2 separate regions of the Capra hircus genome follow, and region 1 is linked to region 2. Evidence: chromatin contacts called from public Hi-C data. All regions are on one chromosome and are shown on one strand. Each heading gives the region's core, a stretch centred on a gene start, on an enhancer-like site or on the middle of the called end of the contact. The rest is flanking DNA. Distances are from core to core; before and after follow the strand shown.

Region 1 (3,752 bases), core at 449-2,948, 160 kb before region 2:
CATACCTGTGTCCTCCCGCAACTGTGGTTTAGAACTGCACACTTAATAGTAGTATATATGTATCTCGTGCCTGTCTTCACAAACCATTCTTTCCTTTTGATACTCGCCACCCCCAGGCCTGGGCTATGGACGGACATGTGACATTGCACATCCTTGATAGTCGGAGGACACAGGGAACAGGGTTCCAGTGACCGCTGGGGCCGCCAGTCAAAATCCGTTCGCCTATCTCCATGGGGAATCAGGTGGCCACTATTCCCTTGATACTGTTGAGCCCCTGTGGGGGGGGCGAGGGAGGGTTCCCCATCACCCAAGACCCCGACAGGATGAGCCTGACTTGGGGCTGTGACCGGCATACGTGGAAACACACAAATGGATGAGGAACTCGAGATGTGTGAATCACTTGCCTTACAATCTGTACAGATCCTTTTAAGTACTAACAAAAGGGAATTAAAAAAATACCTCACGCCACAATCCAGCACACTCAAGTTTTAAGGCAAAACAACCAATCTTGTCTCCTGTCTTTTAACTACCTCTCGGGCTGGTGGGTTGGGGAGGCGGCTGGTCACGGGGAAGGGGGAGGAAGGGGTGAAGACAACCGCTCGCAAAGACAGCGTATTTGGAAAAACTTGAAATCTGGTAAGTTTCATCTGCTTCTCCCAACTTGCGAAGCAGAGTATTTCCAAGAGACCTGGAAGATTCAGGGCTGAGGGCGAGATGGGGGGACCAGTGCCCATTTGATCCCATTCCCGAGCATCTCCAGAAGCCTCCCCGGTCACTCACCTCTGCAAGGCCTGGGGGTAAGGCATCTCCTAGGTCAGCCCTCCGTTCACACCTACCTGTGTCCCCCTGCGAAGTCAAAGAGAACCGAAGTCCAGATCACGGGGCTGATTCAGACCACCCCAAGCTGCTGGAAACACAGGGTTTCAGGGACACACTCCACCTCAGCCTGTTCAGGCTGCTGTTAACAAACATACCATGGACGGGGTTGCATATAAAACACATTTCTTAATAAGCAGGAAAACCATCTGTCTTAACGGTTTGGAGGCTGGAAGTCCAAGATCAAGGTCCTGGCGGACTGGGTGTCTGGTGGGGGCCCACTTCCTGGCTCACAGAGGCCCTCTCCCCAGGTGGCGGAAGGGGTGACGGATTGCTGTGGCGCTGACCTCAGTCCTGAGGGCTTCACCCTCATCGCTAACCTCCAAGGCCCCCCACCGCCTCATACATGCAGACCCAGGGATGGGGGGAATGGGGCAGAACCACAATGCAAACATCGTCTATTCCTCTACACACAAAGACACAATTCCAAAAACAATTTGTTTCTGTGAACTTTATTGACCTTCGCATGATACAGACCCTGTGCTTAAGAACACGCCTTGCAGCAGCACTCCCCAGTTATTGCCATTATTTTATAGCAGAAATACAGAAGCCATTTTTTTTAAGGAAGGAAAAATATAAAAATGCTTATAAATAGACCGCATGTTTTGCTGAAAAGGTACAAAATGCCGCGTAAAGAACCGAAAATGCTTCAAAAGACCCATCAGAGAACAAAACCGTCAGATCAGGAAGGTGGGCGGCACTGGGTTACAGCGAGGCAACCCCAAGGTTATTATGGTGTCAAGGCCCCCAGACCGCAGTGGTGCAGCCCGTGCGGAAGACACGACTTCGAAAGTGTAAGCCACCAGCCACGGCCGGCCCACCGCCTCCACTCCCAAAAAGGCCGGCTGTGCTTCCACGTGGGCGCCCCTGCCGTCCGCAGTGCGGGCAGACAGGCTGCTGGCTGCCGGGGTTCACCAGCCAGAGGCTCCAGCATGGCGCTCGATGCACCTCGACTGCTGAGCTCACAGGTCTGGCTGAACACCACCTGCCATTTACAGGCCCGAGGGGGTCCTGCTGGAGCTCTGGTGCCTGGTCTGTCTTTTAACAAAGGACCTGACATGGGCCAACGCTAGCCCCCTGAACTCGGCAAGATGCTCTGTCTACCGGAAGCAAGCCAGAGAACGCACAGGGGAAGGGGACCCACTTTCCAAAGCTGGTCAAAGCACACCTTTCCCCCGCCTCGAGAAGGCCATCAACAAGATATTTCCAACCAAATCACAAAGCAGTTGGCCGCTTGCCCTGGGAGATGTGCATTGCTGCGCACCAGTGACTGCTAATCGGTCACACCACCTCGCCGAGCCCAGAGTCCTGTCCACCCGTCAGCGTCACCATCTCACACCAGCGTCTGGTCTTGAAACCACTGTCCACGTGCAGGTCTGAAGAACTTGAGGTCAGAAAGCTGCTGTGACGGGGCTCTCGAGACCAGCTGAGCGGCACATCCCCGAGGGAACACGGCTCCGTCCTCTGATGCTTTTCTCCACCCACGAACGAAACTCACCTGTGGCTTATGCCGCACGTAGGGAAACAGCCAGCCCCCTCATAACACTCTCCAAAACACTAAACAAAATCCTCTCAATTCTTCCTGTTTAACATATTTGCGTGAGGAGAAGTCGCAATTTGGTTCTATGTCTCCTAACCAAAATGTATCCCTTACAGAAATCAACAACAACCCAAATCTACTTTTAATTTAAAAGTCATGACAATTTTCGAGTTTTAAAAACTAGCTCCGTCCTATTACCGAACAAACAAGAAGCACCCCTCAGAAGTCTCTCCCGGTGACTTCCAGGACACTGGGCCTGCAGATAACTGACCTGTCCTCAAGTTTACCCAGTAACTTCCCCCTTCCAAAAAGCCTTGGATTCCAACTCAAGAACTGCTACTCCAGCAAGAGTCGACTACGATTCATCTCAACAAACATACAAGAAAGTCACATATAACTCAGATTGGTCAAGGATCGTGGCCAGAACTCAACTTCCCATCCCAGAGACCCCTGCCTCGGGCTGAGAAAAGTACAGACACCTGGCTGGCTGACTGGTAGACACCCGCTCCTTTAAGGAAAAAAGCAAATGACTCGGAAGACGCAACAGTTTTACCAACCAGCAGTAGTCACCCATCTCTTCAGAGGACCATTTTTTAAAGTTGCATAGGGAGCTGACTTGGACATTTCCATAGCTTGAATGTGGGCACGTCTTCCTGGAGCCTCATCGGTGCACGCACACACACACACACCCCCACACACACATGGCAGGTACACTGCCCCCTCTTAAAGAGTCACGTTCCAAGGAGAGTGTGCAAAAATCCTGTTATAAAATTTATTCATGAAAGCATTCAGACATGTTGAGGTTTCAAAAGATGATATGCAGGTTTCACTACAAGATGCAACAGAAAACCCTCCTGGGAGGATGGGCCGGCTGGTGCGGTGGGACATGGGCCGGGCGCGACTCCAGCCAAAGTGAGACAAGGACGCTTCATCGGGGAGAAACTTGAAATAACTTAAAGCTTCATGAGGTGCGATATGTTTCCATTTAAAACACTTAAGAAATAGTACCATCAATGAAAACAGGAAAATCAACTTCTAAGTGTACCGAAGGGGTCTTAGGGCACGCAGGAGGGAAAAAAAAAATCTGCATTTGCTGAGGTACAAACAGAGGGAGTGTTCCCGAAGAGGGGCATTTAATTATTATTAATGGCAAATCCTGCAGATACAAAATAAAACCCAAATCACTGGTCACATAATTCAAAATTTACATGTAATAAAGGCAAGGCAATAGACTCAAGTTATGGCCTGTCAAATATTTACTCCACTGACGGTATCTACAGAAGCACTTGGCCGATGTGTACACAGTGATTCCTATGCACGCCGAGAGGGTTTCCGT
Region 2 (3,764 bases), core at 1,223-3,722:
GGAGCTGTTATATAAAATACTCTGTAAAAACAGGCCACTGAGGCAATTCAGAATTAAGTAGAAAAAAATTCTCATTTGCTTTTCATTTTCTGGACATGTGTAGAACCCAAATAATGTTATCGTCTCATAATGATAAATTAATGTAAAATATGACAAACAATGCAAAACTTTGTAAAAAAGCTCAAATGTGAAATAAAAACAAACCAAAAAATCCCACAACAATGGAGGGCACAGCAGTCTTCACTGTTTTTAACTGGAATTTGGTTATTTGCTTTATTCCAAGGTATAGTTTTCAATTCTCATTATTTTATTTGCCTATTAAACACTCTGCCTTTTATGCCATAATAAAGGGTCTGAGTGATTCCAGGGTAATATGCTAGCCTTTTGTTGTTTCAAGCCTAAATCTGAAATGTGAAGGGAGTGCCGAGTTATTGGGGATAGGTTTCCAGGCACGGTAACCTTTTGCAGAGGCTGGAACAGAAGTCAGGCAAGACCCATGAAGGGGTCTGGAGCAGCCAGCTGGGATGGGAGGTGTGGCCTCCCAGCCTCACACCATGCCCCTGGCCCCAAGACCCATTTGAGCTAGGAACCAAGAAGCGAGTTCACATCAGCTGGTTAGGCAACCAGCCTCTTTATGGTTTCTCTCAGAAGGTTCTTTGCAACCCCATGGACTGTAGCCCACCAGGCTCCTCTGTCCATGGGATTCTCCAGGCAAGAATACTGGAGTGGGTTGCCATGCCTTCCTCCAGGGGATCTTCCTGACCAGGGATCGAACCCATGTCTCCTGAGTCTCTTGCCCTGCAAGCGGACTCTTTACCCACCAAGCCACTGGGGAAGCCCATCAGAAGGTTCTAGCTAAAACCACATTCTCTATTTTTCCTGAGGAGTATTTTCCATGGGCCTCTCCAGGTCCATTCTCTGCCCACTCCACCCCAGCCCCAGTCTGCTCTGTGCCCCAGGAGGCTGCCTAGGTGAACTGCCCACCAGGCTGCCTTGCTCGGGCTTCTGGTTGGGTTTAGCCAGTGGGAGCCTGGGGGGCAGAGAGGGAGGTCAGGGCATCTCTCCTTCTTGGTGGTCCTGGGTTGGCCGCATCCCCTCAGGGCCCCAGCCCTCCCCCAGAGCTGGGCTGCCGGCTCCGGGTTCCAGAACCTGCTCCCTCCTTCAGTCTCACACTGGTAAGGTCTCCACCACAACCAGGTGCTTGATTAAAGTGATCTCCCCCCAGCCTCACCCACATGCTTTTCTGCTTCTGGTTCCTACAGACTCGTCTCACTTCCCCACCTTGCGGGTGCCTTCTGTTGTCTGCTGGGGTGGGTGTGAGTTTCTTAGAACCGCCGTAACAAATTACCACCAACTGGTTGACTTGGAAGAGCAGAACTTCATTCTCTCAAAGCTCTCAAGTCCAGGAGTCCAACAGCCAAGTGCCAGCTGTTGGCAGGGCCAGGCTCTCTCGGAAGGCTCTAGCGGAGACTCTGTTCTAGACATTTCCCTTAACTTCTGGTGCTGCCAGCCAGCCAGCCTGGGCATCGTGGGCTTGTCTTGTAGCTGCCTCACTCCAGTCTCTGCCTTCTTCATGACACTGTGTCTCTGCATCCCTTCTCTTCCTAGAAAGACACCAGTTGGGACTTCCCTGGTGGTCCACTGGCTACGACTCTGCTCCCAAGACAGGGAGCCTGGGTTTGATTGCTGCTCAGGGAACTAGATCCCACGTGCTGCAGCTAAAGATCCTGCGTGCCACAACTAAAACCTAGTGCCGCCAAATAAATAGATAAATATTAAGAAAAAAAAAAAGACACCAGTCATATTGGCTAGAGGGCCCATGCTACTCTAGGATGACTTCACCTTCACTTGATGACATCTGCAAAGATCATGTCCAAATCAGGTCACGTTCCCAGGCAATGGGGTGAGGACGCCTTCTCCTTGTGGGGATTAAGTTCAACCCACACCAGGGCCAGAGCAATGTCAGGCCCCCCAGGTGTCTCTCTCTCTCTCCAGACTCTCCTGCCACTAAGTCTCCTCCGCTGGTCCTTCCTCCCCACCCCCAACACGCTCCCCTGATTGATTTTTCCAATCGCCTCAAATGAAGCCCCCTGAGAACTCTTCTTTCTCATCTGGCCCTGTGACCGCCGCCCTAGGGCATTCACTTCTTTGCCCTGCCCCGGTCTCCTGAGGAACCTCCCCACCGCCTGGACCTGAGCCGCCTGTGCCCTTTCTCTGCCGACAGTGAGGAGTGCAGTCGTCGGTCGGCATGCTATACACATGAAGGGAAGGACTGTGAGTTGAAAGTCTCTTCTCTGTCGTGTCTGCACTGAAATGGACCACAACTGCAGAACTGCTGCTACCAGCATAGCCCTTATAGCCCTGAGGGAAATCGGTTTCTGAATGAAACGAGAATGATGTGGGTAGAGGAGAAACTGAAAGGAAATAGACACTGAGAGAGCGGAGCCACTGAAGACGTCATAGAGCAGCTGGCTCAGCCAGCCCGGAAGCCTGTCTCATCTCTGGACTTTCAAGCATGTAGCCAAAAAAAAGGTCCACGTTACCTCTGTCAGTGTGGCTTGGGGTTTCTCTTACTTGCAGTCAAAGACAAGTACATGATGAATATTTTTCCTTTTTTCTAAGTCTAAGCAGATGGGGGGAAATGAAAGACAAATCAGAAAATAAGTTCTCTGGATGTGGGGTGGCCAGATCAGGATTTGAGGCCGCCTGGTTCTCAGTGTCAGGATATTTATGGGGATAAATAACTTCTACTCTCCCTGGATCCCAGGATTTTCAGCCCCAGCAGTTCTGTCCTGAGTGGGTGCCACAAACTGGCTTCTGGCTTGAAGTCCAAAGGCAGGAGAGTATGGGGTGAGCTAACCTCTGTAGGGCTTGGGAAGAACAGGTCACCAAACTAGACCCGGGGAGAAGGCAGCTTTTCCAGGTGTCTGGAATAAGGCGTTGGAAAGAGTAGAGACAGCAAGTCTGTTCAATCAGAAGAAAGGCGGCAATTATAGAGCTGGGTCACAGAGGCAGTGGACTTCTGGAAAGAGATGAGGACTGAATACACATATTTACATACAACTCACTAAATGACAGTGAGGATGGTGAAAAAGGAATTTTTTTAAAAATGTATCAATTCAAAGAGTTGGAGAGAAGTCAATATTGACAAATTTAGAAGCTGAAAAGCAGATAGATGGGTGGTGAGTAACTTAGTCCATTCAGAGAGCTGGCTTCAAAGGTTTGTAGTAAGGAAGCTATACAATAACTCAAATCGCACACATGCCCATGCACACTCGCACACCCAGTGCAGGAATCAGCAGCACTAGCACCTCAGGAAGCATCCATGAAGGTGGGGCAGCACGTGGAATCAGACAGTTAAGCACCCCCCACCATCCATTCCTGGGTTTCCCTGGAGGCTCAGATGGTAAAGAATCTGCATGAAATGCAGGAGACCTGGGTTTATCCCTGGGTTGGGACGATCCCCTGGAGGAGGGCATGGCAACCCACTTCAGCAGTCTTGCCTGGAGAATCCCGTGGACAGACAGCCTGGCGGGCTACAGTCCCTGGGGTCGCAGGAGAGTCAGACACGACTGAGCGACTAAGCACAGCACAGCACCACCCATTCCTGCACAGCACAGCACCTCCCTGGTGGCTTAGTCTCTGGAGAGGGTGAAATCCAGGGTCAAGGGCTTGGGGACAGCTGGCACACGCAGGATGTAAATGAAGGCTTACACACCGAATGCTAAGCTCCTCTCCTGCTACCTGACTCAGAGCTCAGGACA

The links. A called contact is a pair of places that touch in the nucleus more often than the background predicts.
Region 1: a contact with region 2 is called in a Hi-C map of blood, with 4 times the contacts expected there. The contact joins two enhancer-like sites. A contact is called at or near these places in 3 of 5 Hi-C or Micro-C datasets (blood and liver).

Annotation. Positions count from the first base shown.
Region 1 is chr12:10,848,382-10,852,133 of ARS1.2, reverse strand. FARP1 (FERM, RhoGEF and pleckstrin domain-containing protein 1) reads left to right here. Exons shown (of 27, transcript XM_018056422.1): 27 at 1-502. STK24 (serine/threonine-protein kinase 24) reads right to left here. Exons shown (of 11, transcript XM_018056423.1): 11 at 3,164-3,752. Among named protein-coding and RNA genes, the nearest start is that of TRNAC-GCA, 3.5 kb to the left of the region's middle. Within about 2 kb of position 1,698, at least 1 of the 5 cell types and tissues checked has an H3K27ac peak or open chromatin away from gene starts, as enhancers often do.
Region 2 is chr12:10,692,514-10,696,277 of ARS1.2, reverse strand. No RefSeq gene overlaps it. Among named protein-coding and RNA genes, the nearest start is that of STK24, 60 kb to the left of the region's middle. Within about 2 kb of position 2,472, at least 2 of the 5 cell types and tissues checked have an H3K27ac peak or open chromatin away from gene starts, as enhancers often do.